Linked DNA regions of Mus musculus: regions 1, 2, 4 and 5 are each linked to region 3. Evidence: chromatin contacts called from public promoter capture Hi-C data. All regions are on one chromosome and are shown on one strand. Each heading gives the region's core, a stretch centred on a gene start, on an enhancer-like site or on the middle of the called end of the contact. The rest is flanking DNA. Distances are from core to core; before and after follow the strand shown.

Region 1 (4,509 bases), core at 791-3,290, 840 kb after region 3:
GTTTAGGTATTAGATTGGTCTAGAGAGTGGCAGAGAACTAGCATGTGAAGGTTTTACATCAAGCGCTAAGCAGTTTGGACACTGAAGAATTCAATGGGGCACCTTGGGAAACTCACTTTCTGAAATATTAGTATGTATAAATGTTGATGGGAATGACCCAAGGAAGGAAAGAGACCATTATTGGCCCCTGAGTAAGTCTGAATAGACCCACTAAGTACTCAGTGAGATGAGACACCTCTTTGGAGACACTTGTGTATTAAAGGGATCAGAGAGAAGTGGGTGGAGAGGACTGCAGGTCAAGTACTATTTTAAAATCAATTTGAGACTATCTAATGTTTGAAGGAGAGCAAAAGTATTCACTCATTTATTCCATCATTGCTTCAAAAAGCTTAGAAGATCACTCTATTCGTGGTAAAGTGACAGACAGGTGGAGGGTTCCAGGGCTAGAAGTGGTAAACCCTAGTGTCTTAGTCAGGGTTTCTATTCCTGCACAAACATCATAGCCAAGATGCAAGCTGGGGAGGAAAGGGTTTATTCAGCTTACACTTCCATACTGCTGTTCATCACCAAATGAAGTCAGGACTGGAACTCAAGCAGATCAGGAAGCAGGAGCTGATGCAGAGGCCATGGAGGGATGCTCCTTACAGGCTTGCTTCCCCTGGTTTGCTCAGCTTGCTCTCTTATAGAACCCAGGACTACCAGCCCAGGGATGGCACCATCCACAATGGGTCCTCCCACCCTTGATCACTAATTGAGAAAATGCTTTACAGCAGGATCTCATGGAGGCATTTCCTCAACTGAAGCTCCTTTCTCTGTGATAACTCCAGCTTGTGTCAAGTTGACACACCAAACCAGCCAGTACACCTAGTTAGAGGATGCTGCTGCCCCGCGTGAAGACGAAGAACTTAAGGGAGTGGAATTAAAATGAGACAAAATGCAGAGAACTTCTAGCCGGTAACGTCTGGCTTCCTTTCAGAAGTGCCTTCCTATAGCACCAAACTCTCAGACCACCATTCCTTACCTTCATCCTTCGTCCTGGAACTAGGCACCCACTCTACCTACCTTAACAGCCATAACCCTACGACACTTTTCCTCCTCAGTGCTGGAGATGGAACTCAAGGCCCAGTGCATAGTAAGCAAGTTCTCTTCTACTAAGCCACACCTCTTTCATCTTCACGGTTTACCTTCTGGAAGCTGACGCCTTAGGAACCCTGGTTACAGTCAGATAAACCTTAACCAACTGTGTGACCTCGGGCAAGACTCTACCTCTCTCCAGATCCCTACATTTCCTTAGTGAGAGGGTTCAATGGGCAATACAAACGTAACATTATCATATCAGTCTTTGCCACAATCCCAGTCTCCTTGTCCAGGCAGTCAGGGCCCTAAGCTGGGAGAGCCTGTGAACTTGATCTCTCAGGCAGGTATCTGCTGACTCAACATGTGACCTTGAGCAAATCAAATGCCTTCGCTGAAGGTCTTCATTTTCATCTTCCTAAGTAGGGGACAACTTTCTCTGAGCTGTCTTCTTCATAGGGCTTTAAAGAGTGTTTTGACGACTGTGGAAAGACCCAAAGAGTCTGCAGAGATGTGACTTTAGGCAAGTGGCCTGGCCTCTCTGAACTTGGAAACAAACTATTGGTATAGCAGGGCCAGGGCAAGCCCACCGTCCCGGAGAGTAGTGCATGCCGGAAGCTCTGCCCGCCGGTCGTGAGTCCCCACCCCCACCCGACCAGGACCGCACCTGCGCAGCTGCTGGATCTTGTCCCGGTAGCGGTCGTAGAAGGGGTTCGCTTCCAGCTCGCTGACCCCACTGCCGTCTGCTCCCTCGGGGGGCAGGCCCGAGCCCCGGCGCACCGGGAACACGCGCAACTGTGCCGGTGACACGAACCCCAGCCCCAGGGCGCGGCTGCGCACTGCACACAGGCCTCGGTAGAGACCCGCCACCTGCAGGACTGCGGGGCACGCTCCACCCGCAGCGGACACTACCGCCGCCATGGCCGCCTGCGACTCCCCCTCCTCCTCCTCGGGCGCGTCAGCCTCGGCCCCCGGCCCGCGCGCCTGCTCCATCTCCCGCAAGGTCCGCGAGGCCCGCGTTCCGCCACCGAGGTTCCGCGCGCTCAAGGTTCCGGGTGCTGGAGTGGAGAAGGGACAACGACGCTTCGGGCTGGCAGCTCCCGGTTCTGCCCACCCGCTCTAGGGGTGTCGTGGCGCGTCTCCTCCCGGGAGTCTGCCAGGATTCACCCCACCCCCTACCCCCGACCAGCAGCCTCTGCGCGCCAGGCTTCTGGAAAGCTGGCTTGCATCTTCGGGTTCTCACAGGGCTTGCCCCTTTTCTAAATTTACTTGGCACTAGCTGTAACAGTTTCTTTAGCTGCAAAGGATGTCTGAACATCATAGCTGAAGCTTCTCTTTATCAGTGTCTATTTGCAGAAGGTTCCATTGGCCTCATACCCTATGAAGTAGATATTAACCTCATTTTACAGATGGAGAAGCTAAACAGGCTGTGAACCATTAAAGTAGTAAGTTCCACCTAAAAGCTAAGCTTTTTAAAAACGCAATGCCTCTGAAGTCTGGGTTCCTTCCTGGCATTTAATTGAACTACTTTCCTCAGAGACATAAGGAATTATCCTGGACAAGTCTTTATTTGGGCTCTCCCCTTCTCAACCAAAATGTCACCATCTTCATTTGCTGAACCAAACTTGAGCTTAGGAACAATGGTATCTCACCTGCTACCATCCAAAGCAGACCTTATGTGAGGGCAGTCACATGGAAGTCCTTATCTGGACCTTAGTTGATAGGAACCTCTCCCGAGGCAGGAACAGGGACTCCAAACTCTGTTCAATACAGCCTGCGCTCAGACATCAGACTCTCGATGCTGGGACAGTGCATTGGGAGATATGGAAGTCTGACTTTGCTGGCCTGTACCTGGCTCAGAATTTTTCCACGTGCTGTTTCCTCTGCTCAAACAGGCATGCATTGCCTCCTCCTCATCTGGAACTCAGTTCTCTCAGCGCCTCAAAGAGACCTCTAGAGAAACCTCCCCATCCTTTAAAAAAAAAAATTGTGTTCAAGTGTGGTGAAGCACATGTGGAAATCAGAAGACAATTTTGTGAAATAGGCTCTCTCCTTCTTTTCCAGTTTCCAACTCCTTTCCAGCTGATCTAATTCAGCTCTCCAGGCTCACAGGGCAAGTGCTTTTAAGCTGCTGAGCCATCTCTCCCCCATTCCTCCTTATAGTCTATCTTTACTCTTCCCCCACCCAGAGCTGAGGACTGAACCCAGGGCCTTGTGTAAGCACTCTACTAAGCTAAATCCCCAACCCTTTCCAGTCTTTTTTTTTTTTTTTTTTTTGGTTTTTCGAGACAGGGTTTCTCTGTATAGCCCTGGCTATCCTGGAACTCACTCGGTAGACCAGGCTGGCCTCGAACTCAGAAATCCACCTGCCTCTGCCTCCCAAGTGCTGGGATTAAAGGTGTGCGCCACCACGCCGGGCCCCAGTCTACTTCTTACAGAAGATATAACTATCCAAAACTTTAGACCTCTGGTGGTCTGAGGTAGGAATGCCTCCCACAGACTCAGGTATTTGAATTCTTGCTCCCTGTTGGGGAGGGTGTGAACCTTCAGGAGGTGGAGGCTTGCGGGAGGAAGTATATCAATGGGTAGGCTTGAGAGTTGTAGGCTTCCCCACTTCCAGGCACTGCTTTTTGCTTCCTGCATATGGATAAGGATGTGATCTCCCAGCTTCGTACCCCAGCCACCTGCTGTCATGTCTCCTTTGTCATTATGGATCCCCTCCCCCCTTCTAGACCCATAAGACAGACAAACAAAAATACCACCACCACCAACAAAACAAAACAAAAACGAAACAAAAAAACAAACAAAACAAGGCCTCCGTCTATAAATTGCTTCACAAAAAATTGCTATTTTTATCACAGCAACAGCAATGTTTACATAAACCCATAGAATTTATGTAAATACCTTGTTTACAGAAACCCATGGAATTTACATTTTAGTGGAACCAGATAAACACTCGTAAGTAGAAAAGCAAAGGAAGATATGAGAGACACAAATAGGGTATTGCCTGAGCAGATATTTGAATGTAATGAGGGAACGACTTGTATGATACTTGCAGGGACAGACTAGCTAAGGGGAACAGCAAATGTAAGACAGGATTATAGTGTTGAAAATAGCAAAAGCATATCCCCATGGTGGAGGGGACAGAGGTAGAGATGACACAGAGTTGAGTGGCTAAATTGCTCAGGGCTTTGAAGGTCATGGTTAAAAACTGGCTTTTGATCTGGGAAGTCTAAGCAGAGGAGTAACATGGCCTACTCTTCAAAGGATCGTTCTGACTGCGGAACTTGGAGTATGTGGAGCAAATGTGGAAACCTCCAAGGGTGAGTAATTTGTCCCACCTCAAAGCCCAAGGTCAAGTATAACTTGATAGATAGGCAAGGAAGGATGCCAGCCAAACTGTTGGGTATGTGAATCTGAAGTTCTGAGGTATGT
Region 2 (4,380 bases), core at 791-3,290, 530 kb before region 3:
CCTGGCATTCCCCTGTACTGGGGCATATAAAGTTTGCAAGTCCAATGGGCCTCTCTTTCCACTGATGGCCGACTAGGCCATCTTTTGATACATATGCAGCTAGAACCAAGAGCTCCGGGGTACTGGTTAGTTCATATTGTTGTTCCACCTATAGTACAAACCTGTCTCTTGTACATAACCTTCAGTCTCCTGAGCCAAGAGCTTGCAAATCCAGCTTAGGTACATTGGTGGTGGCTCTGACTTGCATGTGGCAGATTCTCTCTACCACTGAAGTGGCCCAGCTGCTGCTATGAGGGATACTATGGCAAATCCCAAGGTCAGGCCAATTCAGAAAACCTAGATGTGGTAGCTCGCCTATAATTCCACAAGTCAGAAAGGCTGACACAGGAGGATTACCAGGAGTTCAAGGCTAGGCTGGGCTACTGTGAGCATGTAAGACCCTCAAAAAAACAAAAACAAAGCTGGGTGGTAATGCAGCTTTAATCCCAGCACTTGGAAGGCAAATCACAAGCTTGTGCCTTCAGGCCTGGCTCAAGAACACTTTTAAATGATATTAAAATGATTAAATGATATTAAAACAAAATTAAAAATCTCTTCAAGCCAGGCGGTGGTGGTGCACGCCTTTAATCCAGCACTCGGGAGGCAGAGGCAGGTAGATTTCTGAGTTCGAGGCCAGCCTGGTCTACAAAGTGAGTTCCAGGACAGCCAGGGCTATTCAGAGAAACCCTGTCTCAAAAAAACAAAACAAAACAAACAAACAAACAAAAAACCCCAAAAAAACAAACACAACAAAAAAATCGCTTCAAAACTGTAAAATCGTGGGGGGGGGGGGGGCTGGCGAGATGGCTCAGTGGTTAAGAGGGCCGACTGCTCTTCCAAAGGTCCGGAGTTCAAATCCCAGCAACCACATGGTGGCTCACAAACATCCGTAACGAAATCTGATGCCCTCTTCTGGAGTGTCTCAAGACAGCTACAGTGTACTTACATATACTAAATAAATAAATCTTTAAAAAAAAAAAATCGGATACACGCAGTAAAAACCTCAGAATCAAAATTTAAAACATTTGAAGTTAAAGTTTAAAATTCAAAAAGAAATCGGTCAGGTGAGAGGTCCCTTTAAAAGTAGACGTTCACTGACATTCAAGGCGACGTTTAAGTTTAAGAAATAAAATGTACTGACTGAGCTCTCATCTTGTCTGACGCCGGAGCCCCACTGTCCTCTGCTTTGATTTCACTTGGAGGGGTGTCTAGTGCCTCAGTTTCTCCTCAGCCGGCCGCTTGTTCCTCCCACTGAGCAGTAGCTCATTCTTTAGCTCAGGCTAGCCCTCAACTGGTGATAATTCTCTGTCTCAGTGCTGGATTTCAGGTTTGACCCACTGGGCCAGACCAGATTGTCAGATACTTTGGAATTGGAATTTCAGGAACTGTGAGTCGACCTAAGCACTTGATGCTTTTGAAGAGACCCTGAGCACAGTTTGCAGTACCAATCTTTCCAGAACTAAAACTGTTTTTAATTTCCTTTTTGATTGCTAATTGCTGCCATGTAAGAGATACACATGAATTTTGTGTGTTCATATACAGGGTCAAGTCCCCCTGTGAACAGAGCGTTGGAGCTTCTACTACTTCACTTTTCCAATTAGGGCCCTTTACTCTTTTTTCTTTTTTGGTTTTACAAGTTTACAAGGGTTTCTCTGTATAGCCCTGGCTGTCCTAGAACTCACTTTGTAGACCAGGTTGGCCTCAAACTCAGAAATTCGCCTGCCTCTGTCTCCCGAGTGCTGGGATTAAAGGCGTGCGCCACCACGCCCGGTTTAAAAAAAAAAAAAAAAAAAAAAATTTAAAGGACAAAATGTAAGCACAACAGGCAGGCAAGTGTGCCCTATAGCTCAGCTTAAGGAGCCCGCCCTCCAGACCGCCCAAGGTCAAGGGATTTGAGGCGGGGTCCGCGTGAGTTCGCACGCCGCAGGACCCTCCCCTGTGCCAGCGTCCCAGGCTCGCCGCGGCCCCAGGTCCTTCCCGGCAACCGGAAGAGACGTAAAGAAGGCGGGGCTGAGTTTTAGAAACCGGACCGTGAAGCTTTGCGCTTCCTCTTTCCAGCCAGCGCCGAGCGATGGGTGAGTGTTGCTGCGGGCCGGGTCGGGCCGCGGGGGAGCGAGCTCCATCCGTCTCCATCCTGCCTCCCGACGCATGCTCGGCCCGACCATGGGCCACGGGCAGCCGTGGCAAGGGCCTGCGGTGGGCTAGGGCTGTGGAGATCGCTGCGGCCGCCTCCGGGGCTCCGGGCTGCGAGCGGGCCAACATGGCTGCCGCGGGCCGGGCCGCACGCGGATGATGACACCTGGGTATGCTGCACACTCCCGACTGCGTCGTGGGGAAGCCAACCTTGGAGAGCTGAGCGTGCGGGCAGCCCGCGCAGCGCGGGGCTCGGGAGCGGGCTGATTGGCCGGCGGCGAGGCCCGGTTGCTCAGGCTTGCGTCCTCGCTCCCACACACAGGCATCTCTCGGGACAACTGGCACAAGCGCCGCAAGACCGGGGGTAAGCGAAAACCCTACCACAAGAAGCGAAAGTATGAGCTGGGACGGCCCGCTGCCAACACGAAGGTGCGTGCGGGGGTCGGGGGGAGGACGACTGGGAGAGGCTGCCTTCCCCTGCGCTAGAGCGTGTTTGCTGGGGAACACGAGTGGCTGTGATCACCTTTGTAAGGCTCAGGTTTCTCGGTGCTGGCGACTGGACATGGAAGTGTGTCCACGTGCAGGGTCTGTGCACCCTAATCTCCAAGCTTAGGGTCTACTGGAGCCTAGGAGTGGGAGAGCTGCAAGCTTGGTGTGTTCCTTACTGGGGTTCTTCCTGTGTTAGGGGGGGTCTGGCTTTTTCTGGAGGTAACTAGGGTGATGAAAACGTATCCTTAGGCGTGGTTATGGCCGTCTTGGCCACCTGTACACCACTTGCCAATGCAAGGACTTGTCATAGTTACACTGACTGTTACCTCCGTCTGGTTCGGGTTCCTCTCCCAGTCCCCACTCGTTTTGATGACACATGTTCTGGCCTTCTTGTGTTCTCTAGATTGGCCCTCGCCGCATACACACAGTCCGAGTTCGAGGAGGCAATAAGAAGTACCGTGCCCTGAGATTGGATGTGGGGAACTTTTCCTGGGGCTCTGAGTGTAAGTAGGTGTTGAAGTATTTGAATTTGTTCTTGCTGAAAGATCCTGAGGTAGTTGGAGAATTCTTTGCCATATTCTGATCTCTTAACTCCTGCAATGAGAGGTGCTTTCTAGAGAATGTTAAAAAAAGATTTCAGTAATAAAAAAACATTAACTGCCCCAGCCCCTGATTGTGAATCTCTCTTTGTATGCAGGTTGTACTCGCAAAACAAGGATCATTGATGTTGTCTACAATGCATCCAACAACGAGCTTGTCCGCACCAAGACCCTGGTGAAGAACTGCATCGTGCTTATTGACAGCACGCCGTACCGACAGTGGTACGAGTCCCACTATGCACTGCCCCTGGGCCGCAAGAAGGGGGCCAAGCTGGTGCGTTGTCTTCCTGTAAGGGGTTGATTGGCTGGGGGTGGGATGGGTGCTGCCTTCTTGTGATGAAAATACTGTCCAGTTCTGCTACTGAAGGAATGAGATGAACACTTTAGTGCTGAAGAAGGCAAGCATGGCGACTTGGGGGGGGGGGGTTCAAGGAGGCTTGTGACTTTCCTGGTGACAAATCAATTCATATTCTTTTCATTCAGACTCCTGAGGAGGAAGAGATTTTAAACAAAAAACGATCAAAGAAAATTCAAAAGAAATACGATGAAAGGAAAAAGAATGCCAAAATCAGCAGCCTCCTGGAGGAGCAGTTCCAGCAGGGCAAGCTTCTAGGTGAGGTGGCTGTGGGGCTGGGGTGGGTGGACCCTTCCTGGTTCAGTGGGGTACATGTGAGTGTAGGTGGCTAATAACGTGCTGTGTGGGTGGAAAGCAGGTTGTGTAGCTGGGGGCAGGGGATGATGCGGCACTGTCTCGGTGATGAGAACTTTGTCCAGTTCTGCTGCTGATCTCTTAAGTGAGGATGAAGTTATCTGAGGAGACGGTTGGCCTTCAACGCCTGCCCCCTGGGTGTCAGGCCAGCGTGGACTTCTACAGGTGGCGTGGAGTGTCTTGTCCTTTACTGAAGACTGCCTGTTCTCTTTCAGCCTGTATTGCCTCACGACCAGGCCAGTGTGGCAGAGCAGACGGCTATGTGCTCGAAGGCAAGGAGCTGGAGTTCTATCTGCGGAAGATCAAAGCCCGGAAAGGCAAATGAGCCTCATGTGTAGTGTAATAAAGGTGTCTGCTGTTCTATCTGTATGCTGTCTAGGTGTTTGGAGAGGCTGGTTTTTTTCCTGCTCT
Region 3 (4,720 bases), core at 397-2,896:
ACTACCTGTAATCCCAGCTCTAGGGGAATCAATTTCTCTTACCTCTATTTCAACTCACAATCACAAATCTATATTTGTATACATAATTTAAAAGATCAAAGTTTGTGGGTTTTTTTTTGTTGTTGTTGTTTTGTTTTGTTTTTCTGAGACAGGGGTTTCTCTGTGTGGCCCTGGCTGTCCTGGAACTCACTCTGTAGACCAGGCTGGCTTCGAACTCCCAAGTGCTGGGACTAAAGGCATGTGCCACCACTGCCGGACAAAATTTTTTTTTTTTTTTGGAAACAAGATCTCACTATGAAGCCTTGGCTGTGTTGGAATTCCTTACATAGATTAGGTTGCCTCAACAGCTTCTGCCTTTGGAGTGCTGAAACAGGTGTGCTGTCTTAGAACTAGCTCTGTAAAACATTCTGGGTTCAAATCCAGGGAGACCAGTCTGCCTCCTGAGTGCTGAGATTAAAGGTGTGTGCTAGGACTGGAGAGATGGCTCACCGGTTAAAGAGCACTGGCTATTCTTGGAGAGGAACAAACTATCTGTAGTTCTTGTTCCAAGGGTTCAGACACCCTTACACAGACATACATGCAGACAAGATACCAATGTACATGAAATACAACTAAATAAATTATAAAGGTGTGTGCCATCATACCCAAGTTATTTTTTTTTTAAGATTTATTTATTTATTATATGTAAGTACACTGTAGCTGTCTTCAGACACTCCAGAAGAGGGCGTCAGATCTTGTTACAGATGGTTGTGAGCCACCATGTGGTTGCTGGGATTTGAACTTCAGACCTTTGGAAGAGCAGTCGGGTGCTCTTACCCACTGAGCCATCTCACCAGCCCCCCCCAAGTTATTTTTTAAAGGAACCCACTTATTTCTATTTATCCATTTTTAGTTCTTTTTTTTTTTTTTCATTTTGTGTGAATAAATGCTTTACCTACATCCATGTCTGTGCACCATATGCATGCCTGGAGCTTAACGAAGTGGTGAGGCGCCTTGTGGGTGCTGGGAATTGAAACAGGATCCTTTGCAAGAATAACAAGTGCTCCTAACCTCCTAGCGAATTTTCCAGCCACATTTACTTTTATTTAATGTGTATGAGTGTATCTGCATACATAAATGTGTACCATGTGTGTGCCTAGTGGCTCTGGTGGTCACAGGAAGGCATTGATTGAATGCCCTTGAACTGGAGTTACAAAAGGTTGTAAAAGAAGGCGTGTGTGGTGCTGCTCACCTGTAATCCCAGCCCTCGCAATCACAGGCAGGCAGATGTCTGTGGGTTAGAGATCAGTGGGTCTAAATAGCAAGTTTCAGGCTAGCCAGGGATAGACTGTAAGTCCCTACCTAATATATATGAAAGAAAAAAAAAGAGAGACAGCTAAAATATTTAAAGTGTTTTAAGTACAGGATTTAACTTAACAACTTGGACGTGGGTAAAGTAAGATGATGGCAGCAACGGATTGGATCAGTCAAAGGCGGTGGATCTAAACACCCGCATCCCTTTGCCCCTCTAAGAGTTTTGAATCAAGCGCGATAGTTTTATCTGTAGCCAATCCTAGAGCAGCATCTTGTTTCGTCAGTAGTTGCTGAGGCCCAGAGCCACGCGTCTGTCTGGTCAGTTCTAGCCGTTGCTGCTGTACTCGTGCTCAGCTCTTGCGTTTCCATCCGTTAAGACTGAGAGGACATAGGGAATACCTGTCACCTTCTCGGGTATCCCCGTCAGAAAGACACCTTCGGGACTACTTTTTCCACAGTCGCAGAGACTCACTGGCTCCACTTAATTGTGGAATCTCTAGGCTGGCTCCCATTCAGAAGTTGTAGTACTGAGATTTTGCTTCTATCACGACTAGCCACAGAAGCAGGAAATTGTTTGATTTTTGTTTTCTTTTTCCTTTCTATCTTACTTTCTTTTTCTTTTTTTCTTTTTTTAAGGAAAAACGGGCTAGGGCGGGAAGATACCCAAACGGGAAGGGATACAGGGCTGTGTCCTTGTGACAGAAAGGTGTTGAGTCCTAGTCCTTTAAATCCGAGGGGGGAGGATCCGGAAGTGGATGGGCGGGACAAGGGACCTGGTATATAAGAGGGCCTCAACCGCGCGGGGTCTCCAATCTGCCATTTTCTCTACCTGAGTGAGTCTCTGCTGTCCGGAATTCTCTGGTTTTCTTCGCAGGCAGTGTTCTGCCCACTGGCCCACCACCTCAGGGGAACGATGGCCACAGAGTCTACAGCCGCTGCTGCCATCGCCGCGGAGCTGGTTTCCGCTGACAAGTAAGCGGGACTGTGGCGAGCTTGAGGCCAGTCCTCAGGGAGAGTCCGGGGACTTGGCTTCCCGGGCGGGACGGGCTGGTGGGTGGGACAGCTGCCTTCCCCGGAACAACGGCGGCCGTGCGGAGAGGGTTGCTCTGTGGAGAAGCCCTACTTGCGAAGAGCTGGCGCGCCAGCGGTAACGGCGGGTGGCTGGCGCCCCCTGCCCGGCTTTTCACGGCCGCCATCTTGCCGGGGGCAGCGGTGGCTGGCTCCATCGCCGGCCCCTTTTTTCCACCCCTTGCCCGAGGTTGCCGGTAGGTAGGCGGGGCCCGGCTCCAGTCGGTCCTTGAGCCCCTCCTGATCGCGCACTCCTAGGGTGCGTCTCTGTAGAGAGTCTGTAGACGTACCGAGAAATTGGCCAACAGATTTGGCGCCAAAAAAAAAAAAAAAAAAAAAAAACCCACACGAGGATGGAGGCTTGGAACAGGGGACGCGGGTGGGTGGGGCCTCTCAGAGGGCGGGGCTTTGCACGCTGATCGTCGTAGTTTTGGCTCTTAGGAGTGGGCGGGGCCTGTAGGAGGCGGGAAAACTCCATTGTTTGGAGTGGATGCTGCTTTTGCCGGGTCGGTGGGGCGCAATGAATTTTATTATATACTCACTACCAGGTTTACAGTAATCTTGAGGGTGGCTACGGGACTGAAGCTTTGTAACTCTTAACCTTTGCGGAGAAGTGTCTTGATTCGTTAGGTTTTCGGTATGTGGGACGGGGATTTTGTTGCTTCAAGGGACACTTTACTTGCGTAGTGTCTTCGGTAAAGGCTGTATGTAGCTATCAGTCTAGTGTTTACTTGCTAGATGAGTTTGCTAAGCGAAAGGACCCCAAAGGAGGAATGCTTGATTTGAGAGCTTTAAAGTGCTAATCTAACTTGATCTCTCCCATATGCACAGAAGCATTCATCAGTTCGAGGAAAGAAGTTATTTTCCATACAGGTTCGATTTTCCAGTTTACCTTGCCTTTTTTAGGTCCTGGATTCTATTTTTTTCTGTCCCTTGAGCATTTTTTTTTTTTTTAACCAAGTTTTGCCTTGGGTAAAAGTAAAGGTGTCTGTGAGATATTTGATTGGTTTTTCTATAGGTTTATGTTTTAGATGACGTTTCACTCCGTACAGTTTACCCTATCACCTTTTGGTTCCTTTCCTAGTGGGTTCTTGAAAATCAGTGGGTCTCTAACCACTCAACCATTTGGGAAAGTGCAGTTTTACCCTCAGATTCCACTTTCCTAGGTCCTCTTCATTGATATTTTTAGGGCCAGAGTAGATTAAGTTTAGGAATTCGGTAGAAACTCCATTTCTGGTGCTTTCTGAACAGCTGCTTGTATTACGTTGGGGATCCCTTTCCTTCCAGTACTTTACAGTTTGGGAATGCCTAGCATCTCCTCAGATTTCCAAACTGTGTTTTTTGTTTTTCTGTGTAGTCCTGGCTGCCTTGGCCTCCCAAGTGCTGGGATTAAAGGAGTATACCACAACCTTCAGCCTTTTTTTGTTTTTGTTTTTGTTTTTTTTTAGAGACAGGGTTTCTCTGTGTAGCCCTGGCTGTCCTAGAACTCATTGTGTGGACCATGCTGGCCTCAAACTCAGAAATCCTCCTGCCTCTGCCTCCCAAGTGCTGGGATTAAAGGTGTGCCCCACCTCTGCCTGGCCAGCTGCTCTAAGATTTATTTATTTTATGTCTGAAAGTACATAAGCTATCTGTAAGCTATATGTACAATATAGCTATACAGATGGTTGTGAGCCTTCACATGGTTGTTGGGAATTGAATTTTTAGGATTTCTGCTCGCTCTGGTCAACTCCACTCCCTCAGCCCCTGCTTGCTCTGGCCCAAAGATTTATTATTATACATAGACACTGTAGCTGACTTCAGACCATCAGAAGAGGGAGATAGATCTCATTACAGATGGTTGTGAGCCACCACATGGTTACTGGGATTTGAACTCAGGACCTTCAGAAGAGCAGTCAGTGCTCTTACCCACTGAGCCAGCTTGCCAGTTCCCAGCTTTTTTTTTTTTTTTTTAAATTACTGTATAAACAAACTTTACAGAGATTTTCATGTATTCATTTGTGTTCAGTTACACTTTGGCTGTTGGTGAAGTAATTACCAGCTTCCTTCCTGAATGGGTATTTACAGAAAATTACATGCCTACTTTTTGTTGTTGTTTTGAGACAGGGTTTCTCTGTATAGACCTGGCTGTCCTGGAACTCACTTTGTAGACCAGGCTGGTGTCGAAACTCAGAAATCCGCCTGCCTCTGCCTCCCGAGTTCTGGGATTAAAGGTGTACTCCACCACACCCGGCTGGGTTTTTCTTTTATGTGTGTGTCTGTGAGTGTATGCCATGTGAAGCTATTAGAGGATGTTGGATCTACTGGAGTTGGAGTTACTGGTTGTTATTAGCCACCATGTGGATGTTGGAAACTGAAC
Region 4 (4,728 bases), core at 571-3,070, 790 kb after region 3:
GTACCATGAAGAGCAGGTGTGACATAGACTTGGCTCCTTGCCACCAACTGTAGTCGGGGTACATATGAGTGATGTACCCCAAGACAGACTTTGCTAAGACGTCTATAGGAAGCTCAGTCTCTGCTACAGGAGACTGGATTGGGAGCATCTAACCAGCAGGAGGATGAGACGCGTCACCAAAGATGTGGTGTGAGCACCCGTGAAGAAGCTGCAGAAGGTGCCATATTATTGAATAACTACAGACCACACAACAGGAGACCTAGCTAAACATGTGCTGCAATTTGCCAGCTTCTTCTCAGAACTTCTCTCTCCATGGTTGGGTTGGCTGGTGCCAGGCCCTCTGACTGCCAAATCTGCACTAGAGAAATGACACTCCTATGCAAGCCAAAGACCCTGGATTATAGAAAGAGGAACACTGAGGTGGGAACAGATGCTCCGAAGGGGCTCCAAACTTCCTGGCTAGTTCACTTTTTTTTTGGTTTTCGAGACAGGGTTTCTCTGTGTAGCCCTGGCTGTCCTGGAACTCACTCTGTAGACCAGACTGGCCTCGAACTCAGAAATCTGCCTGCCTCTGCCTCCTGAATGCTGGGATTAAAGGCATGTGCCACCACGCCCAGCTTGTTTTTTTTGTTTGTTTGTTTGTTTGTTTTTTGTTTTTTATTTTATTTATTTATTTATTTTGCTAGTTCACTTCTATACACAATCCTGACTCCGTGTCTATTCTTCACAGTACTTCCAGCCCAGGCCCTTTAGAAGGCCCGAAGCTAGGGACAGTGGGCAGCAGCTCTCTGATGGCTGGGGATCCAGGGAAACATTATACATCAACCACTCAGCTGGTTCTTGGCACAAGGCCTGTGGTCAACAAGTTTGAGCTCCCTCCTCATACTGCAAGGTCAATTCCACGTGTAAATCCCAGAGGCTCCAAGGCTCAGGTTACATCAGCTTCTCCCCCCAGGGCCTCCCTGAAATATGCCAGATCAAAACACTCTTTCCTGGAAATCACAATCGTATGTATCAGTACCATTGCATGTGGGCAATTTACATATAAGCATACTTAACCCTCACAGTGACATTATTATATTCGTTTTAAAAAGCTCTAAGAGAGAAAAATGAGTTGTTCTAGGATGCTTCCTAGGAGAGGGGAAAGCATAGCTCACCCCCAAAGTCAAGCACTCCCACCCTCTTACCTAGCTTCTGATGGTCCACAGTCCTACAGCTATAGGAAAGAGACTGCATCCTACCCACACTCCCACCTCTCTGTTGAAAAAAGTGTGGCAGAATCATTTGTATACTATATTGCAAAATAAGTGGAAACCGCCAATTTAACACAACGAAGTACACATATTTTATAATGTGCTCATGCCAGTGAACTGTCTTGAGCCCTGTCAGTCTTGAGTGTATCCTTGTTTGGTCTGAGGCTCAAACTCCTTATAGGCTGAGCTCCTCCTCGACAGCCCGTACCCACCGGCTCCGGACCTGTCACAACCCAAGCCTGTCCATAAGCACGGGCTGAGAGTCCGAAAGAGGATCTTATGCGCTGCGGTCTGGGCAGGGAAGCAGCTTTGAGGACAGTTCTAAAAGGATGTCCCCTTCGGCTGCTCCTCCGCAGAAGAACCGGGTCTTAACCTCGAGCTGCTCAGAAGGCCCTGTCTGCCCCTCCCGGGCGACTGCAGCGCCGCACCCCAGACCCCGGCCCCGTTTCCCCGCCGAGGGACTCCTCGCTGGCTCACTTTTACCTTAGTTGACCACCGCGGGAACGGCCGCGAGCACCCCCACCTGCAGGTCTCCGTCGAGAACGCGGAAGAGGCGGAGCTAAACTCAGGGGGAGGGCCCGAGCAGAAGGAGGCGTGAGGGGGAGGAGTCACGCCTGCGCCCCGAGGGCCACACGTGGCGAGAAGCAAGGCCAGTTCACTGCGCAGGCGTGGCATATCAGAGCGTCCTCTGGTTGTTGCGGGTTTCTTTTACAAGCGGAAAGTGGAAGACGCTGCAGGTGCAAATAGTTACTTCTGCGAGCCAGAACGGAGTTCTTGTAAACCTGAGGGCAGCTCTGTTAAGTAAAGTTTATTTTTGAGACAAGGCCTTTTGTATACTCCAGACTTGACTTCAAACTCGTTTTTCTTCTGACTCAGTCTCCAGAGTTCTCTGATTACAGACGCACACCACCGGGCATGACTGTAAAATTTCTATAAAGGTCTGCGTATACAGAAGTTCATTACTTCCGGTAATTAAATTTTTTAAATTGTTGTTTTTCTAAATAGTCTCACTATGTAACCCTGGCTGGCCTCAAACTTAAAGAGATCTACCTGCCTCTGCCTTCTGAGTGCTAGTATTAAAGGTGTGTGCCACTACAGCAGCTAAAACAACAGCTAAAACAAATGTTCTTAAAGATCTATTTCTTTTTCTCTCTCCTCTCTGCTCTCTCTCCTCTCTGCTCTCTCTCTCTCTCTCTCTCTCTCTCTCTCTCTCTCTCTCTCTCTCTCTCTTCTCTCCCCCTCCCCCCTCCCCCCTCTCCCCCTCTCCCCTCTGTGTACTAATTAGAGTAGTACCCCAACCAGCCTCCTTGCCTCACTTCCACAGGCTGCAGATGCCTGAGACGGGAAGACGGGGTGCTTGGTTTCAGTTCAGGTTCTGACGCAGTTTTCTTTTGTGTGGTGAAGTAAACTTCCCTATCCCATTCAGTATTGTTGTTAGGGTCTGGAGAGTAAGGGGCTTAAAGAGCATCTCCGTTTCCCATCACTCCTCTAAAACACATTTATTCCCTCTTCTGGCCTATGTGTTCAACTATATGAGGGAAGGAAGTGGAAGTATTCAAGACTTTGCTAGATTTCAAATCTAGATGAAGACTGGAAAGGGACGTCTTTTTCCCAAGCATTTGTATTTACTTCCTTTCCAAATTTGAGTCCCCTTCAAAGGCTGGATATTGCAATCTCTTTCAACTTATAACCTTCCAGGCCCACCAAACTTCGTGTCTTCACTGCCCTTTCTAGTCTATTCCCCAACCCTTGATAGCCAACCAGTCCAGGGTCACTCAAGCATAGATTGGGATCCAGATTCTCAAAATTACTACCCACCTCCCCATGGCAACCATGATGGTTAATTAACATTGGATAAAGGCTCTAGGGTGCTCCCAGGAAGGAGGGCAAACCATGTAGAACTCAGACCTTCCTCTGGCCTATTTGACCGCATTCCATAGTTCCATACTGTGGTAGCCACGAACATATAAAAGGGCCACAGGGCTCATGAACGCTGAGTTCATCCAGCATCATTAGTCAGTGTGGGATGTTCTGCCCCAGGGTGGAGGTGACAGCTTATTCCCTGTTCCCTGTCCCCTCAATGGATGCAGATCCTGAGCCAACAAGACAACTAAGCCCTGGCTTCCCAGGTAAGTTGCTTTTGTTAGGTTTTGCCTGTTTAGGTGAGAGTCTTCTTATTTCTCATTACTAAGGTCAAAGCTCTCCCTCTTTGTCCTCTAAGCATCCTTCTCAGACTCTCCAAGCAAGTGTGTGTGTGTCTGTCTGTGCATATGTCCTTCCTAACATATTTCCAGACATCTCAAATTTGAGATAAATTTAACTCTTCCACAACGTACATGGACTTTCTAACAGCTGGACTGTCCAGTGACTGAAGAGATAATGATTTGTAATGGGTTTGAAAACACTCTTTTAGAACACTGGGCTCTGGGCATTAGAAGGAACAGCAAAATGGAAAACCTTCCAGATTCTAGAGCAGATACTGGGGGTGGGGTGGGTGGAAGGAGAGCCAGGCAGCTGGCTAAAGACTTGTGTCAATCACTTGAGACATGTTGAGTATTAGCTGGATTATTATCATGTCCATTCACAGGGTGAGGATGAAGGAGCTTAGAGGTCAGACCCTCACCCCTACTTCTATTTTAAAATGATACTTCTGCCAGGTGTGGAGGTGCACACCTTTAACCACAGCACTCAGGAGACAGAGAAAGGTGGATCCCTGTGAATTTGAGGCCATCCTAGTCTACAGGGTGAGTTCCAAGGTAGCCAGCACTACATAACGAGACCCTGTCTCAAAAAAAATCATTACTACTGTGTATGTGACATGAGTGGGACCCCATTCCAAGTGGCGTCTCTTCTTTTGCCTTTATGTGGGTCTTGAGAATTGAACCTAGGTCATCACGCTTACATTGTTGGGCAGTAAGTGCCTTTATCCACTGTGCCATCTTGGTAGTCTACCACTTCTGATCATAAAATAGAAAGTGGTTTATAGAGGGAAGGCTAGAAGCTCAGGCCTCAGCTTCTCAGGTAGAGTCCCTGCCGGCTCTTTTGAAGGTATAAGAGGACCTCTGTTGAATCTTCAGAACCAAGCTGCTTTTGACTCCTGTCTGAGTGGTTGTGGTTTAGGGGCAGTGAGTTCTAGCTGTCTCCTGGGGAATATGCTCTGGATTGAAACCTGCCCTACCTCCCCTACTTTGAGTCCTGAGAGGGGCTCCTTGTTCTGTGGTTGGGGTTGGGGCTGTATTTCCTACTGCACTTTTAGCCATCGGTTCTTCCAAACCACCCTGACATGAACCAGCATTGCCAGTGTCAAAACAAGGAACAATTCCCTCCTTTGAATGAGTACCTTGGAGGCACACCCTGCACTGCCCTCCTACGACATCCTCAAGGCTCTCGACTTATCTTACTCTACGACTCAGAGCCCTGGGAGAACTTGGGTGTCCCCACACTGGGTAGCTAGTCAGTCATGACTGTGCCCATA
Region 5 (4,535 bases), core at 347-2,846, 550 kb before region 3:
TTTGAACTCGGGACCTTCGGAAGAGTAGTCAGCGCTCTTAACCACTGACCTATCTCGCCAGCCCTAACAAAGAGTATTTGTTTTGGTTTGGGTTTTTTGTTTTGTTTTGTTTTTCGAGACAGGGTTTCTCTGTATAGCCCTGGCTGTCCTGGAACTCACTTTGTAGACCAGGCTGGCCTCGAACTCAGAAATCTGCCTGCCTCTGCCTCCCGAGTGCTGGGATTAAAGGCATGTGCCACCAAGCCTGGCACTATTCTTGTTTTTAATGTAACTACATTTAACTTGTTTATTTAGTATGTGTGTGTGTGTATGTGGTGCATGCCATGGCACATTTGTGGAGGCTTTGGGGAGTTCATTCTCCTACCATGTAGGTCCAGAAGATCAAACTCAGGTCTTCAGGCTTGTCAAGGTTGGATAGACCAAGGGCTAGACACCATTTACACTATACATATCCTCCGCGGGGCGGTGGGGGTTCTTGGTCTGCATAGGTCTGCATACTGGGGCAGTAATGATGTGGTTCAGTGTAAGAACGTTCCCCTAGAAGCCGGACAGTAGTGGCACATGCACAAAGTCCTGGAGTTAATACCTAGTACTACGAAACAAAAAGACATTATAAATAATGACAAAAATCAGGTATGGTGATTCATGCTAATTCCAGCATTTAGGCATTGTAGGCTGCTTTTCATTGCCAGCATCTTTTTTTGTTTGTTTGTTTGTTTGTTTGAGACAGTTTCACACAGCCCACTCTGGCCTCAAACATGCTGCTTAGCTAAGGTTGGCTTTGAAATTATTCTCTTTTCTTCATCTACAGGGAGCTAGGATTATAGGCATGATCTACCATACCCCGCTTCTCTTGTGTTCTGTTTTGTTTTGTTTTTCTAGAAAGGGTTTCCCTGTGTAATCTTGGCTATTCTGGAACTCAGGCTGTAGACCAGACTGACTTCGAAGTCAAATTTGCCTCTCTCTAGTGGTAGGATTAAAGGCTCGAGTCACCACCGTATGACTTCCCCCGTGTTCCTAATAGGAAAAAAAAAAAAAAAAAAGTTTCACGGACAGGAACCATTCGTCTTGTTTATTCCACTATCCCAATCTAGCACTATGTCTAGCACTAGCATGTGACTATTTTTAATTGGTGTCTTCGAAATATTGTATACATTTCAAAGAGAAAGCAATCATCAAGAAACCAGGATTTGAACCCCTGTCTGTAGAATCACAAGGCCCTCACTGAAACATTATACATAAGTTTCCTAGTCTTACATAAAGGCAGAAGTTCGACCTGGTAGCGGGAGGGTAAGGCCAGAAGCCATAAAACCTTCCCATCAGCTGGGCGTGGTGGCGCACGCCTTTAATCCCAGCACTCGGGAGGCAGAGGCAAGCGGATTTCTGAGTTCGAGGCCAGCCTGGTTTACAGAGTGAGTTCCAGGACAGCAAGAGCTAGAAAAACAAAACAAAACAAACAAACGAAAAAACCAAACAACCAACCAACCAACCAAAAACCCTTCCCATCAGTCTCAGAGCTCGGGAGCCCGGCCACGCGCCGGAAGTCGGAGACCAAGACTACATATCCCACATTGCTCTGCGGTGCGTCGCACTGGTGACGTTGTAGGGAGGCTGGCGCGCGGGATTTAAACTGCAGCGGTTTAGGCGTTGTTAACACAGCGCAGTATTAGCAGAGTCGTGGTTTCCAAGCTTCTTTCATTTGTGTTGCCTGTTGTTGTTCCTGAGTCCATGGAGTCGCTTCACGCACGCCTGTTTCCTGGTCTCTCCATCAACATTCAACGCAGCAATGGTGAGGGCAGGGTCTTGAGGCCAAGGGGACGACCCAAGAGCGGTGAGACTGCCAAGATGGTTATCTGAATCTCCGTGTGGCAAAGCTTTGGGATACTTTCCCTTATTCCACACTGAGGGGGTCCATGTCACTACACTGGCAGTCGGTGTCCCCTACACAGGAGGAAAACGCTACTTTGGTTGTGGGTCCCTTGCCTGCTTTCTGAGTGTGGGCGGAGCACGTCTGCGGTTATTGGTGCGCCTAGCTAGGTTATAGCGATTGGATGCATTTCCTCTGAACCTGTTTTGCTTTGTTGGACCCGCGGCTTCCTCGGCCTCCTGAGTGCTGGGATTAAAGGTCATGCACTACCACGCCCGGCTTTTTTTTTTTTTTTTTTTTTTTTTTGGCGTTTGTTTTGGTTTTTCAAGGAAGGGTTTCTCTGTGTAGTCCTGGAACTCCTGTAGACCAGGCCTCGAACTCACAAATCCCCTGCCTCTGCCTCCCAAGGGCTGGGATTAAAGGCGTTGCACCACCACTGCCCGGCTCAACCATCTGTCTTTATTAAGCAATTTCTACAGGTCTAATAACGGGTCATTCATGGACTAGCCAACCACTGCCAAAAATGGACCAGGGAACTCCAGCGGTCCAGCTCTTTACTGATGTGTTCAGGAATAGCTCCTCCAAGGAATGTAGTAACTTACTTGCTCAAATGAATCTTCATTCTGTTGGAGCGGTGATGCAATTTTATCCTATGGAGCTGGGGTTTAAGGCCCATTCCCTGTTCACTTCCACTGTGGAATGGTCTAAGGGTGAACCCCACTAGAATTACTAACTAGCATTTGTGTTTTGTTTTATTTTTTGAGACAGTTTCTCTGTAACAGGGCCTTGGACCTGGACTTGCTTTGTAGATCAGGCTGACCTCGAACTCACAGAGATCCACCTACTGTACTTTGCAAGTGCTAGGATTAAAGGCATGCACCATCACAGGCCTAGTTCTTTGGTGTTTTGTTTGTTTGTTGCTTTTTAAATTTATTATTTTATTTTATGTTCATTGGTGTTTTGTGAAATCCTCTGGAAGTGGAATTACACTTTGACAACAGGGTTTCTCTGTGTAGCCCTGTCTGTCCTGGAACTCACGTTGTAGACCAGGCTGTCCTCACTCACAGAACTCCTCAGGCCTCTATCCCTGATGTATTGGGATTAAAGGCAAGGGCCACCACTGCCTGGCTGTTTGTATTTTTTAAAAGAGAATTAAATTTTCCCTTCCGGAGCCGGGCATGGTGGCTCATGCCTTTAATCCCAGCACTCGGGAGGCAGAGGCAGGCGGATTTCTGAGTTCGAGGCCAGCCTGGTCTACAAAGTAAGTTTCAGGACAGCCAGGGCTATACAGAGAAACCCTGTCTTGAAAAACAAAACAAAGCCGGGCGTGGTGGCGCACGCCTTTAATCTCAGCACTCGGGAGGCAGAGGCAGGCGGATTTCTGAGTTCGAGGCCAGCCTGGTCTACAAAGTGAGCTCCAGGACAGCCAGGGCTACACAGAGAAACCCTGTCTCGAAAAAACAAACAAACAAACAAACAAAAAAAAACAAAAACAAAACAAAACAAATTTCCCTTCCGAGGTAAATGTAAATTTGAAGTCTTTAGGATCCTAAAAGCAAAGTGGAGAATAAAAACTTAAGTTTGGCCAGGCAGTGGTGGCGCAGTCAAAAAAAAAAAAAGAACACCTTAAAAAAAACTTAAGTTCTTAGGAGACACATGGATAACTTCTGACCTTCTCATACATAGGCTTAATTCACCCCGCCAATATAAGCACAGTGAACGTGGAGAAATCCTGTGTTTCGGTGGAATGGATCGAAGGAGGTACCACAAAAGGCAAAGAGGTAGGTCCTCTGAGGATGCTTGTGTGGCATCTCCCATGATCCTGTGCAGAGCATCTGTGTGAACCGGTGACAGCCCAGCCTAATGCTGTGCTATCCTCTCCAGTCTTAAGAAATGGTGCTCCCTGGAGACATTGGGATTCCTTTTAGTCAGATGTTCTAAATTGAAGCAATTAGCCATTTCTGGTTTGTCTATGGAGAGCAAATTGCATCGAACCCTAACCAAGGCTCTGCCCACTCACCTAAGCTTGAGTCCTGAGTACACAGTACCAGTGTCAGTTTGGGTAACAAAATCTGCAACCCAGGAAAGGAAATGAAGGTGTGGTTTTGACAAGCCTTCAAGGCATAAAGCCGCTGTTAATGGATGGCACAGGTGAGCATCGTAAGAGCCGCTCCAGGTTGGGACTTGCAGGGATCGTGAGGGCTTAGCTGAAGCAGTACGGTGGCATGCCTCAGCCAGAGGGCAGAATGACAGCACTGGCCACAGGCAGAGCAGACTCAGCAGGCGATGGCAGCAGGAAAATGCCTGGAAAGGGATGGGAGGAAGGCATTGTGAAAATGTCTCTCTGATCTGTGCATATAAACCCTGGATTTCTCCTCTGTCTCTGCCTCTTTTTTACATGAGCTTAGTCACATTTCCACCTATAAAGTGAAGGTGACAATGTCTATCTCAGAATGTTGTGAGGATTTAACCACAAAGTCCTCCTGGACTGATTCCAAAATGATAGGTAGTGTGTGGAGGCCTGGGGGTGTAGGTGACTAAGGTGCAGTCTCTAGTGGTGTTTTAGAGGGTGACACAGCAGGCCTGTGGTGGTGCATACCCTTAATCTCAGTGCCCAGGAGCCAGAGGCAGGCAGAATTCTATGTTCTTGAGGCTAGTCAGGGCTACA

Evidence for each region. Promoter capture Hi-C pulls out the DNA fragments that hold promoters and counts their contacts. Capture Hi-C pulls out chosen DNA fragments and counts their contacts.
Region 1: a promoter capture Hi-C map of adipose tissue shows a contact between it and region 3. The contact joins the promoter of Atpaf1 here to the promoter of Nasp in region 3. A contact is called at or near these places in 1 of 39 promoter capture datasets (liver) and 1 of 9 other capture datasets (adipose tissue).
Region 2: a promoter capture Hi-C map of neural stem cells shows a contact between it and region 3. The contact joins the promoter of Rps8 here to the promoter of Nasp in region 3. A contact is called at or near these places in 12 of 39 promoter capture datasets (the C10 cell line, cranial neural crest, erythroid cells and 8 more), 1 of 484 Hi-C or Micro-C datasets (nephron progenitors), 4 of 115 datasets of contacts at active chromatin or transcription factors (astrocytes, cardiomyocytes, embryonic stem cells and 1 more) and 2 of 9 other capture datasets (adipose tissue and liver).
Region 4: a contact with region 3 is called in a promoter capture Hi-C map of liver, with 3 times the contacts expected there. The contact joins the promoter of Mknk1 here to the promoter of Nasp in region 3. A contact is called at or near these places in 3 of 39 promoter capture datasets (liver and pre-B cells), 1 of 484 Hi-C or Micro-C datasets (CD8 T cells) and 1 of 115 datasets of contacts at active chromatin or transcription factors (memory CD8 T cells).
Region 5: a promoter capture Hi-C map of pre-B cells shows a contact between it and region 3, with 3 times the contacts expected there. The contact joins the promoter of Kif2c here to the promoter of Nasp in region 3. A contact is called at or near these places in 4 of 39 promoter capture datasets (the C10 cell line, cranial neural crest, frontonasal cranial neural crest and 1 more), 3 of 484 Hi-C or Micro-C datasets (B cells, liver and muscle stem cells), 5 of 115 datasets of contacts at active chromatin or transcription factors (bone marrow-derived macrophages, effector CD8 T cells, embryonic stem cells and 1 more) and 1 of 9 other capture datasets (adipose tissue).

Annotation. Positions count from the first base shown.
Region 1 is chr4:115,782,537-115,787,045 of GRCm38.p6, reverse strand. It overlaps Atpaf1 (ATP synthase mitochondrial F1 complex assembly factor 1), which reads right to left and starts at 2,040. Exons shown (of 9, transcript NM_001369233.1): 1 at 1,742-2,040. The coding sequence starts at 1,995. It also overlaps a transcript of Tex38 not described here.
Region 2 is chr4:117,153,792-117,158,171 of GRCm38.p6, reverse strand. It overlaps Rps8 (ribosomal protein S8), which reads left to right and starts at 2,040. Exons shown (of 6, transcript NM_009098.2): 1 at 2,040-2,114; 2 at 2,495-2,601; 3 at 3,065-3,164; 4 at 3,359-3,534; 5 at 3,744-3,873; 6 at 4,185-4,336. The coding sequence starts at 2,111. The coding sequence ends at 4,294. It overlaps Snord55 (small nucleolar RNA, C/D box 55), which reads left to right and starts at 2,324; the gene lies at 2,324-2,401. LOC115490046 (a small nucleolar RNA gene) reads left to right here and starts at 2,883; the gene lies at 2,883-2,986. It overlaps Gm22980 (a small nucleolar RNA gene), which reads left to right and starts at 4,010; the gene lies at 4,010-4,079. It also overlaps Snord38a.
Region 3 is chr4:116,624,877-116,629,596 of GRCm38.p6, reverse strand. It overlaps Nasp (nuclear autoantigenic sperm protein (histone-binding)), which reads left to right and starts at 1,646. Exons shown (of 16, transcript NM_016777.3): 1 at 1,646-1,707; 2 at 2,168-2,265. The coding sequence starts at 2,207.
Region 4 is chr4:115,836,290-115,841,017 of GRCm38.p6, reverse strand. Mknk1 (MAP kinase-interacting serine/threonine kinase 1) reads right to left here and starts at 1,820. Exons shown (of 13, transcript NM_021461.5): 1 at 1,737-1,820.
Region 5 is chr4:117,179,685-117,184,219 of GRCm38.p6, reverse strand. It overlaps Kif2c (kinesin family member 2C), which reads left to right and starts at 1,596. Exons shown (of 20, transcript NM_134471.4): 1 at 1,596-1,789; 2 at 3,554-3,648. The coding sequence starts at 1,729.